Regions from separate parts of the Oryctolagus cuniculus genome. Here region 1 is linked to region 2. Evidence: chromatin contacts called from public Micro-C data. All regions are on one chromosome and are shown on one strand. The core of a region is the stretch at or near the end of the contact, and the rest is flanking DNA. Distances in the headings are between cores, read along the strand shown.

Evidence for each region. A called contact is a pair of places that touch in the nucleus more often than the background predicts.
Region 1: a Micro-C map of ear pinna shows a contact between it and region 2, with 2.3 times the contacts expected there. The contact joins the enhancer-like site here to the promoter of PITPNC1 in region 2. A contact is called at or near these places in 3 of 6 Hi-C or Micro-C datasets (ear pinna, skin fibroblasts and an unstated tissue).

Annotation. Positions count from the first base shown.
Region 1 is chr17:13,489,481-13,495,084 of mOryCun1.1, forward strand. The region is part of intron 1 of PITPNC1 (phosphatidylinositol transfer protein cytoplasmic 1); the gene reads left to right. Among named protein-coding and RNA genes, the nearest start is that of PITPNC1, 41 kb to the left of the region's middle. Within about 2 kb of position 1,766, at least 3 of the 8 cell types and tissues checked have an H3K27ac peak or open chromatin away from gene starts, as enhancers often do. A contact at or near this core is called in ear pinna, where this site is marked.
Region 2 is chr17:13,447,761-13,453,682 of mOryCun1.1, forward strand. It overlaps PITPNC1 (phosphatidylinositol transfer protein cytoplasmic 1), which reads left to right and starts at 3,329. Exons shown (of 10, transcript XM_070060432.1): 1 at 3,329-3,585. The coding sequence starts at 3,538.

The DNA of each region.
Region 1 (5,604 bases), core at 516-3,015, 40 kb after region 2:
CGGTCTCGGGAGCTTTGTTTTTCCCACTGGGCGGTGAACCTGGGCACTAGCATTCAGGAATCATCAGAGGAGCCTGGCTTCGAAGAACACAGTTTCATGTTCAGTTCTGAATCCGAGCTGCCTGGGGCAAACCACTGAGCTTCTGTGGACCTCGTTTTGCCCATCTGCAAAAGGGGTCCCTTTCAGAGGTGCAGAGATGAGGCTTAGAAAGGATGTGAGACAGTTTGGGGCACTGGGTGTCTAATGCCTTTTCTCTGGACCTTTAACTCGCTCTGCTGCTTTGCGATTTGAAAAAAAAAAAAAAAAAAAAAACTTGGAATGTTGAAAGTTTATTGTAGTTTCTGCTTTGTGATGAGACATCCGGTAGCGTCTTTTTCGCTTGTGTTTCCTGTCTTGGCTTACCTTAAGCTTTACCCCACATGCTGCATCTTGTCCTGTCTGCCTCTGGCAACCAGGATCCCCAGCAGGAACACAGCCCATCGGGCGGTTTGGTTTTAGGGGACAGTGCAAAAATATTCCTTGATAGTGCAGTGAGTCGGCACTTTTCAACTTGTGGTTTGGGCCCGAGATATTAATAAATAAAGCCATGGACCTTGAGTGGAAAACTAAGAATAAGAAGAGGATGTGCTTAAAATAGCTCTCACGCCCCCTGTGCAATTACACAGCAGTCTGTAAAACAGACAAGGTGTCCGTGGCCGGGAATGCTAAGACAGATGTGTCTTCCACAGCTCACCTTAGGATCACAGCCACGCGAGAATGTGCTTCTCTCGCGTCCTGTGTCTCCAAGGAAACTCAGAAACTTCTCTCCCTTTGTCTTAACGTGCTGACTTTTTCTTGCCACCTGTTCTTTGTTGTTTGCTTCAGCACCGTCTTTCTTTTCAAATTTTTACTTATTTATTTTCATTGTATTTGAAAGAGAGAGAGAGAAGGGAGGCAGGGGTTTTCCATCCACTAGTTCACTCTACAGGTGCTGCAACAGCTGGGGCTAGGCTGGGCCAGGCCAAAGCCAGCAGCCCAGAACCCCACCTGCGTCTCCCACATGGGTGGCAGGGACCCAGGGACTTGAGCCCGTCCATGGCCTGCGCCCTCCCCAAGGTGCGCATTAGCAGGAAGCTGGGATCAGCAGTGGAGCTGGGACTCTGTGTGGCACCTGCGCATCCCACGTGGTGACCAAACTGCTGCACCAAGTGCCCGCCCAGCGACTCCTTTCTCTCAAAGACAGTTGGGTTCAGTCCCATCTTGTTGTCAACCTCAGCAGCTGCCACACCCCACACCGCCTCCTGTTTCCCAAATGGGCCACTCCGCCAGGAAATCTTTAGCTCTCAGGAAAGGAGCTGGGTGTTCCTGATAAGAGTGGCTCGCCAGAATCAAGTTCATCTGTCTAAGATGTTTTCTGTAATAATAGTCAACATTTTTGTGGGCTTGCTATGTTCTAGAAACTTCCGTATGAATTTTATGAACTGTTTACTTCATTGAATCCAAACAAACAAAACAAACTGACTGCAGTTACAGGGCCTCTGTGGTGTGGGCTTCAGGCTCCATGCCCACATGGACTTTTGTGCTCATCAGTTCTCCACTGTTTACTGAGTGAGTCTTACGTGCTGAACACTGGAGTGGACAGTGAGCTTCAGAGCAGTGATGCCACAAACCCCCTGCCCTGCTGCTGCGTATATCTGGGGGGTGGGGTGGGCAGGTGGATCCTGTACTAACCGACTGGGATAAACATGCAAAGCAAGGTAATGTCATCTGGAGAAGACAAAGCCAGATAAAGGGGCAGCGGGTATGGGAAAAGCCTTCGAGGATGCGGGAGCAAGGCTGCAGGTGTGTGCTCCGTGGCTCTCCCTCTCCTGCTGTGTGTAGTCTTCCTGTCTCCTACCTGCCGTCAGCACCCGCAAAGGGCTGAGCTGAGCCAGACCAAGGGAAACTGGAGCTCCAGGCACAGAGCCTGAGATTGCAAGGTCCCAGCTGCAGGCTGCTGGAGCAGGCCTGGGCAGGTGGGTGGGGCACACGTTGCCCTGGCTGGTGGCTTTGTGCAAACACAGCTCTGCTTGCAGGACAGCAGCTGCACCTGAGGGCTAGCCAGCTCTGGGCCGGGGCAGTCCACAGCCGCGGCCGGGCAAAAAGCAACTGAGGGGAAGGTGGGTAGCAGGTGGCACCACTCCAGGGCTGAAATCAGGAGCTGGCTCTCTAGGGAGGTGGGGCAGAGAGCCAGGCTAGGACTCTGAAGCAGCACCGGGACCGATGGTGGCCACCTCTGCTATGAAGCCAGAGCCCTGGACCACTTTCCCCGTGCGCACACGGCACTACCCGGAGCAACTTTGCATCCCCTCTGCGTGTGGCGCGCCCTCTGCCTCTCTGCCTGCAGGAGCCAGCCTGTTGGCATGTGTTGATGCCGCCTCTGCCTGGGCGCCCCCACCCTCCGCCCTACCCCGCAGGCAGAGGTTCCTCTTCCAGCTCCCATGGGGCTGTTACATAACCTTGGTTAGCAGGAGAAGCCTTGAGCTCAGGTTCTAGATAGAGACAGCCTGGTTTGAACTCTGGCTCTCTTCAGGCAAGTTACCCAGCCTCAGTTACTCTGTAAAATGGAAACTAAAACAGCACCTACCGTGTTGGATTGTTGAGAGGATGGGACGATAGCTGTGTCTCCCCTCCCCCATCCCCCCAGGGCCAGGCTGTGTCCTGTGTGTTCTGTATCCCGGTGTCTAGTGCAGCAGCAGGCACTGTTGTTCCTGTACTCAGTTGGCAAGTACTTAGCTTGCCTACCTCTCGGCTCAGGGGTGCAGGCACGGGCCCTTGCGGGGCTGATGGACGGTGAGCAGGTGAACATGAACAGAAACCGGGCAATTTCAGACAGTGAAAGTGCTGCTAGAGCCCTATACACAGTGGGGAGATAGTGGAGTGCCTGAGATGCCCGTATGTGGGGGAATAGGGTGCAGCAGGAGTTCTAAACAGAATGAACAGAGAAGGCGCTGATAGGTTCTGACACCTGAGCAGTGGATCCAGGTGCTGGTCTGGGGGCTGTCCAGGCAGAGGGTGACCTTGGTGGACTTGAGCCAGGAGTCAACAAGGGAAAAGCTGAGCGAGCCTGGAGGAAGGGGAGAGTGGCGAGGCCGGGAGTCTGGGCAAGAGGAGCACCCGGCAGGGCTCTGCCGTCCAACATTCCTGTGGTGGGAGCCGCAGGCGGTCACGAGCCCTGGAGTGACAGGCTCTGATCCACGGGCTCTGGTCCACAGGCTCTGGTCCATGTCTGCTGTGTGGAGAGCTGTGCCAGAGTCAAAGCCCAGAGGACTAGGGGGCGCCCTGGAGTCCTGGACTCGGGCCTAATTCTGATGACCTTTTTGGGGAAAGTGGGTGATCAGCGTGCCAGTTTTATTTATTTCAGAGGCAGAGAGAGAGAGAGAGAGAGAGAGAGAGAGAGAGAAACGGGAGATCTCCCATCCCTGGTTCACTCCCCAAATGCTTACAACAGCCAGGGCTGGGCTGTGCCAAAGGCAGGAACCAGGAACTCCATCCGGGTCTCCCACGTGGGTGGCAGGGACCCAAGGACTTTAAGTCATCGCCCGCTGCTTCTCAGGGTGGGCATTAGCAGGAAGCTGGGATCAGAAGCAGAGCTGGGACTGTAACCCAGACACTCTGATAGGGGATGCTGGTGTCCCAAATGACACCAACCCTGCCCCCTCCCCGCCCCCTGCCCCCCTTCCATGCCTCTTCTCCTGGGAGCCTCCTATGCACCTCTGAGTCAGGAAACCAGCCAGGTTCAGGTCTTGGTTGGAATGTGGATGAAGAGGGCAGAGTTCCTGAGCAAGGAGAGTCTAAGTGGCTGTCTGATGCATAAATTGTGTGAGATTTTGGAAAGTGCGCCGTTTGCTGTGGGTTTTTCTGAGCCTGGATGTAGTATTTCCTTCCTGCCTTCACGACATTCCGTGGGGCCAATTGGAAGACGTCAGGGAAGCGACCTCGGTGGCAGAAAACGGCCCATCTTTGTGCTGAGAGACAAAAGTGTGAAAGGGAGAGGAAACTCCTGGCCATGAAAGTTTAATTTTGTTGTAATCCTGCCAGAGGTCCACCCACTGCCCTCCTATAAACTTCTCTTGGCCTGTCCCGGAGAAAGCGCGTAGGCATTGTGAGTGAGCACTTTTTTCTCTTTAAACTAATGAACTGCATTCTTCAGAAAATGCAGATCCAAATGGCCAAAAAAAAAAAAAAAAAAAAAAAAACACACACACACACAGAAAAACCCCAAACCCCATGCTTTGTATTTTGAACTTGATCTTTCCCTGAGCTAGCGGTATGTGGTGTGCTGGGAGGCACGTGGCCGTGGGTGAGGGGCAGCAAGCGACACTCCACCGTGTGCAGTGTTGCTAGGCTCCCAGGCTCCCTGGCTCAGGTGCGTGAAATGCGTTTTGACTTCAGGTGTCTGCAGCCGGGCCAGCCCCGTCCTGGGTGGAGGAGCACCTGTCTGTGCCTTGCCTACCCTGTTACCAGGCACGGGGACCTGGCTGGTGTTAATTTCTATGTCGCAGCTTTGCTCCCGAGTAATTGACAAGCTTCTTAATGTTGATTCTTTAAAGAAGTCAAACAGTGTATTTAGTTAATAATAACAAAAAGAATAGAGTTTAAAACAGCTGTGTTTGCTGTTGGCAAGGCCGTGACCCTTGGAAGACCTGTGCGTGTCATAACAGTGCCACATTTGCAGAAGCGAGTGTTTAGAAATAAAAGGATTTTTCTCCCTCCAGCTACCAGGGACAACCCACAGCCTCAGCCCATGTATTTATTTACTTTGGTATCTGGTGACAGGATGCAGAAGCAATTCTATGAAGCAAGTGTTAGAAGCTCTAGTGATTATGAAAGCTAATTTCTCATAGAGATCGTAGGTTCCCCAGCATGATTTTTATCTTGGACGTTTCACTCGTCCATTCGTTCCTTCATTGATGAAGATTTGTGTGTATTTTTACGGCATATGATGTGGTATTTTGACATCTGTATGCATTGTGGAATGATTAAGCCAAGCTAATTAATATAGCCATAGACTCACATTGCTTATCTTTTTTAGGGATGAAATGGATTTTTTTTTTTAAAAAAAGGTCTTCCTCCTATTGGTTCACTCCCCTAATGGCCGCTACAGCCGGCACTGCGCCAATCCGAAGCCAGGAGCCAGGTGCCTCCTCCTGGTCTCTCCTGAGGGTGCAGGGCCCAAGCACTTGGGCCATTCTCCACTGCCCTCCTGGGCCACAGCAGAGAGCTGGCCTGGAAAAGGAGCAACCGGGACTAGAACCCAGCACCCATATTGGATGCTGGCGCCGCAGGCGGAGGATTAACCAAGTGAGCCACAGTGCCAGCCCATGAAATGGATATTTTTTTAAAAAGATTTCTCATGTATTTGAAATACACACACACACACACACACACCCGGGGGGTATTTTTTCATCTGTAGGGTCACTTCTCAAATGGCTTCAAAGGCCAGGACTGGTCCAGGCCAAAGCCAGGAGCCCGGGACGCCATCTGTGTCTCCCACGTGGGTGGCGGGGCCCCAAGGACTTGGGCCATCTGCTGCCGGGGAAGGAAACTGGATTGGAAGCAGAGTAGCTGAGACTTGAACCTGCT
Region 2 (5,922 bases), core at 2,079-4,578:
TAGAACCTGGTGTGCCGGCGCCGCAAGGCGGAGGATTAGCCTAGTGAGCCGCGGCACCGGCCAATCGCTGGGAGGTTTTGAAGGTGCTTATACAAGATCAGTGTGGTCAGGCATGGGGATGCACGTTCACACATGAGGAGGAGGGCAGGACACACACTGTCATACAGCCAGGGCTTCCGCTGCAGGGATTCAACAAACTGCGATAGAACACGTATGTAAAAGAGAGATTTATTTATCCGAAAAGCAGAGTGACAGACGGAGAGCCACCTTCCATCTGCTGGTTCACGCCTCAAATGCCTGTTAGGCCCCAGCCAGGAGCCAGAAACTCCATCCTCGTCTCCCACGTGGGTGGCAGGGACCCAAGTACTTGGTCCATCATCTGCTGCCTCCCAGGGCAGTAGCAGAAAGTTGGGTTGAAAGTGCAGAATAGCTGGGACTTGGATCAGATGCTGATATAGGATACAGACCTGCCAAGTGGAGGCTTAACCTACTGTACACCAAGACCACCCCTAGGAAATATATTTTTAGGGGCAGGTGTTGTTGTCCAGCAGTTAAACCCCAGCTCGGGACGCTCATCATATCAGAGCATCTGGGCTGAGGTCCTGTCTCCACTTTCCACCCAGCTCCCTGCTAATGCACCTGGGAAGGAAGATGCCCAAGTGCTTGGCCCCTGCACCCACGTGGGAGCCCCAGATGAAGCTCCTGGTGTCTGGCTTCTGCCTGGCCTAGCTTCACCCACTGCAGCCATTGGGTTCATTGGGGCAGGGTCACAGGTTAGTGGGAGAAGAGCGGATGTGAACCAGAAGATGGAAGATCTCTCTCTGTGTCTCTATCTCTCTCTAACTCAAATAAATAAATAAATAAATAAATCCTAAAAAACCCCTACCTGTCATTCTGCCTTTCAAATAAATAACAAAAGATTTAAAAATAACAGGGTTGTACACATAAGAACATTTTTAAAAAATGAAAATATTTTTTAAAAATTGCATCCACACTGAATATGTACATTTTTTTCCTTGTTATTCCCTAAACAATAAAGTACAACAGCTACTTACACAGCATTTACATTGTATTAGGTATTGTAAGTAACCAAGAGGTGATTTAAAGTGCAGGTCATACGGGGCTGGTGCTGTGGCGCAGCGGGTAAAGCTGCTGCCTGCAGTGCTGGCATCCCACATGGGCGTTGGTTCGATCCCTGGCTGCTCCACTTCCGATCCAGCTCTCTGTTATGGCCTGGGAAAGCAGTAGAAGATGGCCCAAGTCCTTGGGCCCCTGCACCTATGTGGGAGACCTGGAGGAAGCTCCTAGCTTCTGGCTTCAGATTGGCCCAGCTCCAGCTGTTGCAATCACTTGGGGAGTGAGCCAGCAGATGGAAGACTTCTCTCTCTGCAACTCTGCCTTTCAAATCAATAAATCTTTAAAAAATAATAAAGTGCAGGTCATATGCAAATACTATGTCATTTTACTTCAGAGACCTGAGCATCTGGGGACTTTGGTACCCACAGGGGTCCCATCCTCCAGGGATGCTGTTGGTGCCAAATTGCAATTTGGGAAACTGAGAGCAGGTGCTCACAGGTAACACCTTTCAGTAGGATATTTAGTTCCAGAATCAAGGTCAGGAACTGTCCAGGAAGCCAAAATTGGCACCCACAGGTCCCACCCGGTGTCCTGGCTGCCTCTGGGAAGACAGCGGGCTGCCCCCAGCGAAACCACCGCTCTTGTTTTCAAGTAAGGAGAGAAAAGAACAGCTTGAGCGTGTCCTGCTATCACAGACTTTCAATGTGTTATTATTCAACAGCCAGTGTCAGATTTAGACTTTCCACCTCGAGGAATTCGGTTTCACTTTAATGAGCCGCTCTGCATACTGGGGAGGCAACTCGGGGAGTATCTAGAAAAGAGTTTGCACTGAAATGCAAGCCGGCTGTAGGGTGTCGTTTCCTGAGCAGGCGTGCCACGGGGTTTTGAAGTTGGGTGACTTGCCACCAGCTCCTCTTGTTCCATTGGGTAACTGCTTATTCATCATCATTTGAAATGATTGCTGTGACACCAAGGGGCCCTCTGCATCTCCGTCCCAGCGGCTGGACTTCAGAGCATGGATATTTTTCCGGAGAGAAGGTGGTGCCTTCCAGGTTATAGTAGGCAATGGATGCACTTTTTTTTTTTTTCCACCCAGCAACTTTTCAGAAAAACAAGCTCAAAAATACCAGACAAATGAACCAGACTCTTCCCGGGGCGCTTAGGAATGCGAGGGCTGCATTTCACACCGACCAAATACCAGCGCAGCCGGCATCCCCAGTGGTGCTCCGCTGCGACCTGGGGATCCAGGGCGCGCAGGGGGCAAAGCTGCGGCGGCTCCGCGTGCCCCTGCCACCCCCTCTCGTCTGGACCTCCTTGTCCTCCGCACGGCTGCACTCCCCAGGCCCCCTTCTGAGCCCAGCTCCGGGGTTAGTTTTGTTTGTTCTCCCCCTCCTCCTGCTCTGCAGCCCCCTGGCCTCCCCAGCACCGGCCTTGCATACTGGACCGAAGTGAAAACGCTCCCTACCCCTCCTCCCCAAAAGGTCAAGCAACCCTGGTGAGCTTCGGACGCGGACTGGCTGCACGGGGCGAGGGGGCTCCCGGGGAGCAGACCCTGAGGGCAGAAGAGCCGAGAGAAGCCCCCGGAGCCGCCCCCTGCCCGGCGCCCCGAGCTGTTTTGTTTAAATCCTCCACATTGCCTGCCGTCTCCCCATTGGCCGGATGGGGCTACCCTCCCCACCGCGGCCGCTGCTGATGTCAGCCCCGGCGCGCTCGCTCCTCCCGGCCCCGGGCTCCCTGCGGCTCGGCGCGGACTCTCGGCCCCGGCGCGCCGGCTGCAAACTCGCGGGCGCGCACGGCGCTCGGGGAGCCCAGGGGCTCGGGGGAGGGGACGCGCGCGGAAGGCGCCAGCTTCCTCTCGCCGCCCCTGGCAGCCGCGAGCCGAGGGTGGAGGCGCCGGGGCCCCGGCCGGGCAGAGCCGAGCGGCGGCGGCGGCTTCCCCTTCCTCTCGCAGCCGAGCCCGGGAGCAGCTCGGGGACCTGCCCCCCAAAGCTCGGGAAACCTTGTTTACCGCCCGGGAGCGGCGCCGGCCGAGCCTTTGTCTGGCTGGGGAGCAGCATCTCGGCTCGTGGTGACACTAGCGTGGGGCGCGCCGGCCGGGCTCGGCTCTGCCTCCCCGGGCGGCTCGAGCGGGTGACTTCTGTGCATTTCCTTCCAATTTTTTGGAAACCTCCGCCCTCCTCGCTCGCCCGCTACCGGGCATGTCCTGATCGGGCGGCCGCTCCTGCCCAGCCGAGCCGTCTCCTCGCGCCCCGACTTGGCAGCGCCGCGTTCTGAGAGGACCCACGTCGCCGAGGAAGGAGGCGGGGAGCCGTGAGCGCCGGGACCCAGACCCTGACATGCTCCGGGGCGCGGAGGAGGAAGCCCGGAGCTGAGCGCTCGCCGCCGCCGCCGCCTCGCCCGCCTGTGCCGGGCGCCCCCCAGCCCCCAGTTCGCGCCCCGGGGTCCGCGGCCAGCAGGACCATGCTGCTTAAGGAGTACCGGATCTGCATGCCGCTCACCGTGGACGAGGTAGGCGCCGCGCCGGGACCCCTGAGGGCGCGGGGGGCCCCGCCGCAGCATCCGCTCCCGAACGCACAGGCCAGCTCTGGGGGCGGCCGGGCGCCTGCGGGTCCCGCTGGTCAGCCCGGCGCTGGGTGGGGCGGGGGACGCCCAGGTGGGCTCTTGGCGAGCAGAATGCAGACCGCTGGGGCTCCCGAGGCGCCCCGGGAGTTGGCGCGCCACTTCCCTTCCATTAAGCAAACCCTAGAGCCCCGGTGGCCCGAGTGCGCGGGGCGCCGGGTCCGGGCCTGGGCCCTGCCTCCTCTCCGCTGTGAGGACGCGGTGCGGGGAGAAGCCCTGCGCCCTTGGGGTCCTGGAGGCCCCTGGCGAGGACACCTCGGAGCCCTTGCCGGGGGCGGGGGGTGGGTTCAGTCTGGGCCCTCACTTCTCGAGGTCGCCTCGGGCTGGGGCCCCGCTCCCGCCAAGCCTGCGCCGCGCGGCTCCGGGACCCGGCTCCGTCCTTTCGCAAACCGCCTGGCTCGGAAACTTTCTGCGTCCCTTGTTTGTTCCGCCGCGGGGAGCGCGGTCTGCGGGCCAGCCCGGAGCGCGGGGGCCGCGGCGCGGCCACGGGAGGGCGCCCCAGCACGCGGGTGCCGGGCCCGGGTCCCCGCCCCCCCGGGCCCCGCCGCGGCCGGGCGCGGGGGGCTCGGCCCCCGCCAGCCGGGAGCTCCAGCATCCAGGAAATGGAGACTCCGTGGAGACTACTCCCGCCTGGCCGTCCCTTTCTCGCGCCCCTTCCTCCCCACCTTTTTGATGATTTCACAACCGCTTAGTGTCGGCGCTGGGACAGCCAAAGCGAGGCGACGCGGTTTAGGGGGGTGGGGGCAGCACCGGGACAGCAGCCGCCCAGGCCCTGGCCTCCTCCAGCGAGGGGCGTGGAGTCCACGCGAGGAGTGCCCGAGCCGCCCGCCGACAGAGGCCACGCGCGAGCCTGGCGGTGCGCACCAGGGCCTGCCCTCTCTCGTACCTGAACGAGGGTTGAGGCAAGACCCCGGGAGCTCCGAGGTACAGAACGTGCGTGTCTGGCTGCCGAGGGGGCGCCAAGCAGCCCCCAGCAGGCTGATAACGGGGCCTTGGGGAGGGAGCACGCGAGCTGTGTGCGCGGTGCAGGGTGGATGCCCCGTGCGCAGGCCGAGCTGGCGGGCGCGGCCGACCTTGGAAGCGAGCTGCAGCCCCCGCGGCTTCGTGGAGAATTCGAAAGGCAGGTTCGTGGAACGTGGTAGCTGCGGGTATTTCCCGCAGAGGCTGCACTCTTGGACCCTCCTGGGCAGCCGAGCTGTGCCAAGTTCAGATTGGGAGTGCCAACACCTCTGCCCCACCTCCACCCCCTTCTTCGCGGGGCGCCAGGAGTTTGGAATCTCACCCGAAGGCTGGGACCTCGTAAAATACACACCAATGCAGGTGGAGGTCGAGGACAGAACCAGTTCTAGAATTTTCTCTGCTGCCCACAAACTCTGTATCCTGGCTGATTGCCTTCTGCAGTTCCTGAAACACAGGTAGAAACCTTTCTCCACGTGCAAATGGGTGCTGGAATAGGATTACGCAGTGAAGTAATTGCACCTTAGTGGTATAGGTGGAGCCCCCCCTTAATTGGCCAGCAAAATCAGACTCCACCTGTAATAGGTATAATTATAAATCATTTAATGCGTAATTCGTTCGGACTGAAATAAGCGTGATTCAGTTTCTGCAAGCTCCTGTTCTGAAGTCATTTTCTACGTGGTTGGAGAAGCAAGAGGGGCAGTTTGGGCTAAGGTGCCATTTCTCCAAGGGGGTCAGGTGACTCCCCGAGCCCAGCTTGCCAGTGTCCACCCTGGGGCAGCCGAGGGGTCAGCGCCCTCCGCACTGCCTCCCGTGACCTTCACACTGAAAGCTAACGTGAGTTTCTCAGCGAACATGTTTCCCATCAACTTGATAGATTTTTGGAAGCCTGACTTTTGCTTCATGTCTTGGTTTGCTTTTTCAACCCAAGTGGACCTCCTGGAACGTGTATCTGCTTAAGCGCCACAGTTAATTAGTAGCAGTTGTCTGTGTTTTTGCAAATGAAGCAAATGCCTGTGTTTTGGAAGCTGTCTGCTCTTTGTCCCTGGCGTTACCCTAGTTTCCCATTTAACTCCCTGGTGGTGGAGATGCTGGGTTATTATCCGCATTTGGCAGATGAATAAACTGAGATTTGCAAAAGCTGAGTAATGCGCTCTCGGCCACACAACTAGTTAATAGCCAAGCCGGAGGACAGCCATGATAAAGCCCATTATTTGTTTTTCCTTACTCTGCTCTTTGCCTGTCACTAGTATTTAATCCAGAGAAAGA